Regions from separate parts of the Mus musculus genome. Here region 2 is linked to region 1. A link is a contact called in public HiChIP or PLAC-seq data. All regions are on one chromosome and are shown on one strand. The core of a region is the stretch at or near the end of the contact, and the rest is flanking DNA. Distances in the headings are between cores, read along the strand shown.

The links. HiChIP or PLAC-seq counts read pairs in DNA pulled down with a chosen protein or histone mark.
Region 2: a contact with region 1 is called in an H3K27ac HiChIP or PLAC-seq map of extraembryonic endoderm stem cells. The contact joins the promoter of Cdkn2aip here to the enhancer-like site in region 1. A contact is called at or near these places in 6 of 39 promoter capture datasets (the C10 cell line, hematopoietic stem and progenitor cells, hippocampal neurons and 3 more), 1 of 484 Hi-C or Micro-C datasets (liver), 2 of 115 datasets of contacts at active chromatin or transcription factors (extraembryonic endoderm stem cells and regulatory T cell precursor) and 2 of 9 other capture datasets (adipose tissue and pancreatic islet).

What each region holds. Positions count from the first base shown.
Region 1 is chr8:47,649,103-47,654,083 of GRCm38.p6, forward strand. No RefSeq gene overlaps it. Among named protein-coding and RNA genes, the nearest start is that of Ing2, 24 kb to the right of the region's middle. Within about 2 kb of position 3,294, at least 24 of the 459 cell types and tissues checked have an H3K27ac peak or open chromatin away from gene starts, as enhancers often do. A contact at or near this core is called in extraembryonic endoderm stem cells, liver and pancreatic islet, where this site is marked.
Region 2 is chr8:47,710,853-47,715,913 of GRCm38.p6, forward strand. Cdkn2aip (CDKN2A interacting protein) reads right to left here and starts at 3,079. Exons shown (of 3, transcript NM_172407.3): 1 at 2,668-3,079; 2 at 2,036-2,166; 3 at 1-1,442. The coding sequence starts at 2,918. The coding sequence ends at 133.

The DNA of each region.
Region 1 (4,981 bases), core at 2,044-4,543:
AACAGAGTTATCCAGTTAGTACCTACTAGGATTGAGCCGCCTGGGTTTTCCAGCTGAGCAACCACTAGGTTTCCTCATAAGCAGGGTTGGTTTGCTGAGTCCTGCAGCAAAGAAGTCCCAGTTTCTGGATCAGTGTGGGGCCAACATCTGAGCAATCCTTGCAGGTTCCCACAGAAAGAGTTCTCTAGGTTCGGCGGAAGAGAGTGCCTACTATCCCAAAGCAGATTTGTCACTTTAAGTCAAAGGGATGAGCCCATTTCCTGGTTGTGAGGACTGCCTGCCATTTTCAAGGATCCTCTGCCAATCAAGACAGTTCCAAAGCAGAAAAAAAAATGAAGTGAAGATTTCCAACCACAGGGTGAAGAGCAGAATGGGCGTGTCCTGAAGCATTCATGGCAATCACGTCACGCTGTGTTGCAAAGATCTGAAACCACAGCTTTCAGCATCTCCAAGAGCAATGAATTGCTTGCTGACATTTTCATACAACGAAGAATACCGCACAAATTGCTACTGTATACCAGTTATTTTGTCCTAAGGGCGCGTGGTGCACGTGTATGCACATGTTGGGGGAGGGTGTTTTTGCATGAACATGCACACGTGTGTACACTGAGGTCAGAGATCAACTTGGGTGAAGTTTCTCAACAGCTGGCTACCTTGTTAAACTAGAGTCCCTAGACAGCTTAGAAAGTGCCAAATAGACCAGGTTGCACGGCCAGTAAGCCACAGGGAGCTCCTCCCTCACCAAGATCTAATAATGGCTGTGTTTGTTTGTACGTGTATAGTTGATTTACTTTCATGGCTGTTGTTTTTAACTACTAGAAAACAAATTACAGTTATGAAATTTCACGCTTAAATATTCCTGCATGCCTCTCCCAAATCCGGGAGTATGATGTATAATCGTGATTACATCATCACATCTAAAAATATTAGTAATAAGTTCATATAATCTAACCTCCAGTCAGAATCAACTTTTTCTCGATTGTTCTAATGCAATATAGTTTTCTCGGGACTAGTATTTGAATGGAAGACCTCATGTACACTCAACAAGCACTTTCTTGGGGCTCCAACCCTAGCACCCCAATGTATCTTTTTACAGCTGCTTTTGTTCAGGCAGAATCCAATTATGAGTGCACCCTGTCTTTTAAAGCTCACAGCTGCCCCTCTTTTTGCACCCCCCAACTTTGATTTATTTTATTTTTTAATATCCATGCCAGCTTACTCACATGCTAAGTTGTTCCGGTTGTTCTTTTATATTGTGATCTCACTTTGCCCTATCCTTTCTAGATGTTACATCTGAAGAGTATATGACTTGGGCAGGCCATTGTCAGAAACATTCTCGGGTAATGTTTTCTTTTTTATACATCTATTTATTTGGGGGGGGGGGGGTGTCACACACACGTTGGAAGCTGGAGGACAATTTCCAGGAGTCAGTTCTTTCCTGCTGCTGTGTAGGTTCTAGAGCTACAACTTGGGTTACCACAGCTGGTGACAAATGCCTTTAGCCCGTGCAACCGCCATGGCTCACCATTCGTAATGATTGCTTTATTTAATGTCACCCCACTGACCCAGTGCCTTTCCTCAGAAGTGAGTCACTAAAGGCTGAGATGAGACTCTGGGAAGCCCATCCTATTAGGTAGGTAAACATTCCATACCCTTTCAAACTGCTGTATTTCATGATCTCTGAGCAATGGATCTCCTTGTCAAACTTTCTGCAAAGACTACATGGTGGCCTCAAAAGTCTGTCTTAGGGGTTTTCAAACCCTTGGAAACTGAGGATGCCCAAACCAGACAGGCATGCATCCTTGAATGCAGTCAGCGGCTAAGTTGATCTCCCCAGAAAGGTAAACAAAGTTGGGAATGATAGGAATCCAGGCACTGCTCTGAACTGAGACCCAGTATTATTAACTTGTCTTAAAGACAGCCTCCCAGCAGGCCAGTTCTTTAGACTGGGGCTTAGCTGTGTCTGGACAGTTGCATTTTTGAGATCATTGTTTTAGAGTCTTGCTTACTTTTATCGATAGCTGGGGCTGATTCTGCACATTCCAAACTTGTATGGAAATACCAGCCAGACTGCACGGGCCAATCTCAATCACCTTTCTCTGCCTTCTTGGAAACCTTGAGATAGGAAAACGAAAGAAAAATACAACCAAGAGAAGAGACTAATGCAGACAACGTGACGGTTCCGGTAACTGCTCTATCCAAACTCCTTACTAGCTTCTTAAAAGACTTGAAAGTACTTCATCCACAATGAAAAGACGCTTTTGAAAATGTTATGTGGTGAATACCTTTAATCCCAGCACTTGGGAGGCAGAGGCAGGTGGATCTCTGTGAGTTTGAGTGCAGCCTAGTCTACAGAGTGAGTTTCAGGACAGCTAGGGCTACACAGAGAATCCGTACCTCAAAACCCAAAGCCAAAAAAAAAAACAAAAAACAAATAAAAAAGTGTTGCATGGGACTAGAGAAATGGCTCAGCGCTTAAGAACACCGACTACTCTTCTGAAGGTCATGAGTTCAAATCCCAGCAACCACATGATGGCTCACAACCATCTGTAATGAGATCTGATGCCCTCTTCTGGGGTGTCTGAAGACAGCTACAGTGTACTTACATATAATAAGTAAATAAATCTTAAAAAAAAAAAAGTGCTGGGTAGTGGTGGTGCACGCCTTTAATCCCAGCACTCGGGAGGCAGAGGCAGACGGATTTCTGAGTTCGAGGCCAGCCTGGTCTACAGAGTGAGTTCCAGGGCAGCCAGGGATATACAGAGAAACCCTGTCTTGAAAAAGTGTTGCATGAATAGATGAAGCTATCCTGGAGTTGCTTTGTGCTGGTTGACATAAAATAATCGCGACAAGAACAGTGCAGTCCTTGACTTAAGTCCTACCCATGCCTTACTTACCTCTGCAACAAATCCTGACTGCTGAGACAGGGTATGTGTGAGGAGCCTGGAGAGCAGACCAAGGGATGCTTCTCACTATAGAGACTATTCCAGGCTGTACCTTACTCCACGGCTTACAAAAAAAATGTATAACGATGAGGGTGTGTCCGTGTGCCTTACTTATTACGTGCATGCGGAACTCAGAAGACAACTGTGGAACTTGCTTCTCTCCTTCCATCCCGTAGATCCCAGAGGCTCAAACTCAGGCTTGGCAGCAAGCACCATTGCCTGCTGAGCCTTCTTACCACATATCTCCCCTTTCTTTGGCCCAGGACTTCCGGGACCCTAACACCAATGGGCCCTCTCTCAGATAAAGCCAGATGAGATGGTATGAGGATTTGTGCAATGGAAAAGTTCTTTAGTTGCTCAAGGGCTATTTGTTGAAGATCAATTATTAACTAACCAAGGCTGGAAGCTTTAAGAGGGGAAATAAATAACATCTTTGTTTTTCTATTAGCTTGAGCTAATAGAGAAGGGGAGAGCAGGCGATAGGCAGATGCAGATTAACTCGCCAGCTTTAACAGTATTAAGCCGGGGAGTTGGGGGGGAGGCATGACTGTAGCCAAGTAATCTGCAGACTCGGACTGGTCACATTCCTGGTCCCAGGCTGTTCACAGGATAGACTGCAATTGAGTGGTGGTAGGTGGATAGCAAGGTACATTTCTTGCTGACTAACAAAAGAATCCAGAGGGAGCTATTCCTTATCCAAATTCCTATCTGGTTTTCAAACCATTCTCACCGCTCAGCATGCATTGTCTTTAGGTCATTATATAGCTCTACGGCTAGTGCGTGGTGACCCACAAAGACCTACAAGCTATGTCCCAGGTTGCTCTAAGGTCCTCTGTGCCAATAAAACCTCCCCCTCCACATACAACCTCTAGGTTAGATTTGAGCCCTGCTAATTGTGCAATTCTTAATTCCAAATGAATTTCAAGCTTGTCTAAATGTTGTAGCATGCAACAAAGAGAAGACTCAGATATAAAATTAGGACCAATACCCTTTGCTGAAATTGGGTCTCATTATGTTGCCCAGGCTGGCTTTGAACTCTCGCAAGTGTTGGGATTACAGGAGTGCACAACCATGGGACCAGTAATTAAAAGAGAGAAAAAGAAGCCGTTTGCGCATTGGTATACTGCTCTACTTTGAAGCCTGTTAAAGAAACTGTGTTTTCTGTTGTCCATAGTAAACGGTCTATCAAGCAAGGCATGGAAGCACATCATTTAATTCCAGTACTTGGGAGGCAGAGGCAGGCAGATCTCTGAATTTGAGGTTAGCGTGGTCTACAGAGCAAGTTCCAGGATAGCCAGGACTGCACAGAGAAACCTGCCTTGGGAGGAAAAAAATTATGTAGGATTACTGGCATGGATGTTGGGAGAGACCTGGGATGTCAGAACACATACTGGTACAAGCTGTTACTGGGACAGCTAGGGAAGCCAAACAGAGAGCATGGGTGTCCAGCAGCAGATCTGTGTGGATCTGCAAGGTAGTGGCTGACAACCAAAATAGTGAGATTTCAGAGGAGTGTGGAGAAAGTGGCAGAAGAACGGGGCTGAAGTGACATCGGGTGACACTTCCAGATGAGAAGCCAGAGATAGAAGTACAGCAAATGCAAATAAGGGGCCAGAGGAGAGAAAAGGGGGCCTGTCTTTTTTTTTTTTTTTTTTTTTTTTTGGTTTTTGGAGACAGGGTTTCTCTCATAGCCCCAGCTGCCCTGGAACTCACTCTGTAGACCAGGCTGGCCTCGAACTCAGAAATCCACCTGCCTCTGCCTCCCGAGTGCTGGGATTAAAGGCATTCACCACCACACCCAGCTCAAGGGTGTCCTTTCAACCAAAGCAATCAGGCAGTTTAGGGAAATGACAACACAGTCAGGCCTCACAAAACCCAAGAGGAACAAGAAAGCCTTTTGGAAGTTAATAAGATGCTGTCCAGCCACCACACCAGGCTCTCAGACACCAGCTTTTGATGAGAGCAAATAGGACCTAGAGATAGCTTGGACTTCTCTCCTGCTGCTGTTTGCCCGTCAACAATGTTTGTTGCACATA
Region 2 (5,061 bases), core at 1,829-4,328, 62 kb after region 1:
GAGAACGAGAATTTAAATTTTCTGCAAAACTGGAAAAAAGCAATATAAAATCTGTGAAAGCCAGTGTCTTATATAAAAGCCAGTTTTTCTCTTCAAACACCAGATACTGGATTCAGTGCCTACTTGGAGAAGTTACAGTAATTCTTGAGGATGTTTCAGTGCTGGAGGTAAGTTTACGGGTCTTGCTTCTTCATCCAGGAGTACTAGATCCTCGATCTCGCTGCCTCGGTACTTCCTCTTACAGATCTTCACCACCACCTTCTTCTTGAGAAATAACTTCAGTGCTTCTCTCGATGCGACGGCTTTTGCGTTTTCTTTGCTTTTTCCACAGCCAGTGCCCAAATATACCGACTTACACCTCAATTCACAGACAATACTTTCTTGAGAGCTCTTATTTTGAGGCAGATCTGCCAGTTCTTTCAGTGGGACAAAAAACACATCCAGTGTTGCTTTCAGAGCCTCAATAGCCGCGTTCAGCAGCTCTCCGTGATTCACAGTGGGGCTGAAGCCACCAACTGCTACTAACTTCCACGCCACCGTCTTATACAGTCTATTGAAGAAAGGTTGCTTCTGTTTTATGTCTTCATTGGTTAACTTCCGACAAGCAAACTTGACAGAACTCTCACTGGCCTGGGAGGTACTTTTCGAAGGCAACTGTGAAGTGCTACTCTGAGAACCACTCTTGGCAGCTAGCTGAGACACGCTTCCTAAGGAAGCGCCACTTTTGGTCGCTAGCAGTGAAGCAGCTACCTGAGCCGTGCTTTTGGATGTCAGCAGCGATGGATTTGTGGAACTGCTCTGGGGGGTTAGTAAAGAGCTGCCTGACGATGAACTGTTTTTTGAAACTGATGATGAAATGTTTGCCTCTGAACTAGATTTAGATGTTAACCCACTGGAAGCTGTCTCTGAACTAGACTTACAAGACAGTAATGGCAACTCTACTTCTGCACTTCCAGAGGAGCCCAACAAGGGCACCTCAATCTCTGAGCTGCTCTGAGAGGCTGAGCCTGAAGAACCTTCCAGAGCACCCTTTTTAGGTGACCCACTCTGTTGTCTGTTATCAGTGGACTGGGTCATATGACTATTCATACTGGACTTCAACAGGGAAGAAACAAATGACGCTGAACCACGTTTATGTGGAGCTTCTGACTCCAAAGCCTTTCCAGACCCTGCGGTTACCTGAGAGGAATTGCTGCTGCTCTGGCTGCACACAGATCTGTCTCCTTCACTTGTGGCGCTATCCTGATGGGAGCCACTGGAGCTGCTCCGAGCTGAGGTCCCACCACTCTCGGATTTGGTGGACGACCCCCTGGACGGCGAACTGTTTTCTTGCTGAGCTGCTGAACGATCCGTTTTGGCAGATTTTTTCCCATGATCTCGCTCAACTGAAGAATTGTTTTTTCCTTCTACGGCTCGTTTTTTGGATGGCTCCTCTACCCCTTCTAGAAAGAAGAAAAACACAGGTATTTTACTAAGAGTCCTAAAGACATGACAATCAACAAAACATTCATTTAAAAATCACAGAGAGTGGGGTGGCAGCAAAGTGCCTTTCATCCCAGCATTCAGGAAGCAGAGGCAGGCATGACCCCTGAGGTTGAGGTCAGCCTGGTCTATAGAGCAAGTTCCAGGATAGGCTGGGCTACACAGAGAAACCCTATCAAAACAAAACAAAACAAGACAAACAAAAGCACAAAAAAATTCTTTTTTCAGAACCAGTAGTTTCTTTTAAAATATGGAACAACTTCATTAGTATGTTAAAACAGTATCAATTAATATGATTAGTTTTTAATATTAAATTAACAGCATCAGACATTGGACTTGAAAATCTAAAAGTTAATCAAATTCAGCACCAAAACAGACAGACAGACTCAGACAGACACACATACACACACAGTGTAGCTTTAACATTTTAACTAGATTAATACAGCATACACATTCTGGATTGTTAAAAAAAATTAGTAATGACAGCGATTCCTAATTTTATAAAGCATATTTTCTAAACTCCTATGTATGTTCACATCTATGATCTGCTAACCATTGCTACTTGATATCCCTCTTTTCTTCACCTTGGCAACCAGTTCGTCTCGTGTGGTATGGATTGGAGCATCTGTCACTTTGATGCCTTCAGCCATACTAAGAATTTTATCCATAACTTTTTGAGGGTACCTGAAAAAGAAGCAAAAGTCGCTCTCAAGAAGTGGTTTGTTTTTGTTGTTGTTATGCTTTATTTTTTTTTTTCCGAAAGTACTGGCAGCGTGAGGAATGCAGGAGTGCGCAGACTGCATTTCCTGGTCGTGATCAAAGTGTACGAACCGCGCGACAATCGAAGATGGCCCAGACGAATGCCCTAAGGGCTCGGGAGGCGGGTCTGTGCCAGGGAACCTTTAAACTCGGGGTCTCCCGGGCAGATACTGTCAGCTAAGCACCAACAACTCCATCTGCCGGGCGCATACCACCCGGACGCCCGGCAACTGTGAGGTCGGGGACAGCCCCGGACGCCCTTCCTGCTCTCCCTCCGAGGACCCACAGTGTCACACCGATTCCCGCGCTTCCCAAGCGGCCCTCCCCAGCGTCGCCGGTCCCCGCGAAAGCGCTCCCCGGCCAGCGGCAGGGGGCGTGGAGCAAAGCCCGGAAGGCTGGCTGGAGAGCGACGCTCCCTCCACTCACCGGCACCCTAGGAAGACATGGTTCGCCCAGGCCATGGAGAAGGAGACCAGCTGCTGGAGCTGCCGAGTGCGGGCTCCGCTCTCCGCGTCCGCAGTCTCGTCGGTGGCGGGGACCAGGTCCCCGGCATTGCGAAGCAGAAACTCCCGGCGGTGGCGCCAGTGTTTGTCCGTCTCGCCCTCGCAGCGCAGCGTCTCCACCCAGGCGGCTACCCGCGGGTTTTGGCTCAGGTACTCGGACACCTCCTGCGCCATGTTGGGGACCCTGCGGGACGGGGAGAGCGCAAGCGCACGGAGCCCCGGGGGCGAAGCGGCCCTGTGTCAGCGCGGCCTGCACCGGCGGCCCTCCCGAGAACGCCCCTCCAGGAGCCCAAACCCCAAACAACAGAACAAGGCGCCGACGAACCGCCCACTTCCGCCGGCCACCGCCTCGCTCCCTTTTATAACCTCGCCGCCGCCGCTGCCGCCGCGCGCACACGCGACCTTCCGGCGCGAGCGCGTCCTCCCAGGATGCTTTGCAGCGCCCAGTCGCCAGCGACTCGCTCGGCGGTCGCGCCGGCGGAGGCGGGGCCGAGGCGACTTCAGCGGCCAGCGGCCCTCCCCGCCCTCGGCGCCTAGGGGCGGCCGCTGGGGCGTTCCGCCGGCGCTTTGTGACGCCGCGCTCCGGGGGGCCGGGAGAGGGGGGCGGTGGGACAAAGCGGGCGGAGCGCGGAGACCTGGAGGCGTCCGAGTTGCCGCCCCGCCCCTCCTGCGCGTTCCGCCCTCGGACGCTCGCGGTCGCACGCGGCCAAAATAAACAAAAGCTGGCTTCCGCGCCTGCGCCCTGCCGCGAAAGCCGCTGAACCCTTGGGCCCGAGGCTCGGAAGGTCTCCGGGCGTTTGGGGACCTGCGGATGCCTTGTGGGATGGGGACAATAAAAGTACCGAGCACGGTTGTAACTTAACGACGAGCACAAGCGGCTCCTCCAGTTGGATCTAACCGGCTCTTTGAAACCAGGCCTTTGCGCTTGCGCCCCACGATCTGGCTGGGTTTCCGCGGTTTCTTAAGTTCCTGGTTCAACCCGCTTCCTCTCCCTTAACGCTTTTGGTCCCCGAACTATAAATGACCCCGTGCCAACTGGTTTTAACTGTTAATCCCGGTTGGACCAAAATGGAAATGTATCTGCTTATCTCGTCCTGGCCTCAGTCCTCAAGAGCAACTGCTTCTGCATTTGTTTTGTTTTGTTTTATGAGTTCGATTTTTTGCTTGCATGTGTGTCTGTGCTACATGTGTGGGCCTGGTGCCCTTGGAGGCAAGAGAGCAATGGCTCTCCTGGAGTTGAGTTGACCCAGGATTTTGAGCGCCCTGTGGGTGCTGGGAATTGAACCCAGCGCCCTGTGGGTGCTGGAGGTCTTCTCTAAGATCTCGTACTACTGAGCCATCTCTCCAACCCATGGATTTTTTTTTCTGGCGTGTTTATTAACATTTCCAAGTCTAGGTATGTGTCAATAAATCAAAGGATCAATGTAATAATATGAGATAGTGATAAATTATGTAATTGAATTTTCCCTCAATAGATTTTTGCGTTTTGTTGTGAAAATGCTTAAATCAGAATAATCACGCAAAAATTCAGTCATTTGGTTACTAAACTTGATAGCCATGGGCCTGTGCCCCAACACTGTTCAGCTCCAATAAGGCAATTAGAAGGGACACGTTAGTAGTGGAAAGCAGGAAAAGGCTTTCAAAGAGGCCACACTGGCAAGGAGAGACAAAGCACCCCTTTAATTCCAGCACTCTGGAGCAGAGGCAGGGGGATCTCTGTGAGTTGAGGCCAGTCTGGTCTACAGAGCTAGTTTCAGGACTCCACAAAAGAACCCCTTTCTCAACTCTCCCCCTTCTCCTAGCAGAGAGAGAGAGGCAGACAGACAGAGAGACAGAGACACAGAGACTGAGACTCACAGGCATCCATCCCATCTCAAACGAGTCTTTTGGAGCTCTGAAATGAGATTCACGTTTAAATAAAAGGCCAAGGACATGGACATTTAAGATAGGAGCCGTCAAACAGTGGCTTACCCATCAACCAGCTGCTTGCCCACTGGTATCCCGGCCTGAGGCTGCTGGGACAAGGTGGCTTAACAGTGGTTAGAACGTGAAATCTTTCTCAGGAAGACAAAGTCCCCGTTGGCTGGAACCTTTTACTTCTAAGACTTTTGGGGAAATTCTCATTTCTCCGGGGTCCATTGTCTCACTGGTCTACTGAGAGAGTGAGAAGCAAGAGTCTCTTCTAAAATAACCAAGTCAGCCCAGCTTTGTTTGAGGCCAGACTGGGTAACAAAATGAACAAGAACAGCCTGGCTACAGCTAACCTTTCAATGGCAAAGTTTTTTCTCTTTGAAGACATAGTCTTGCTGTCTCTATG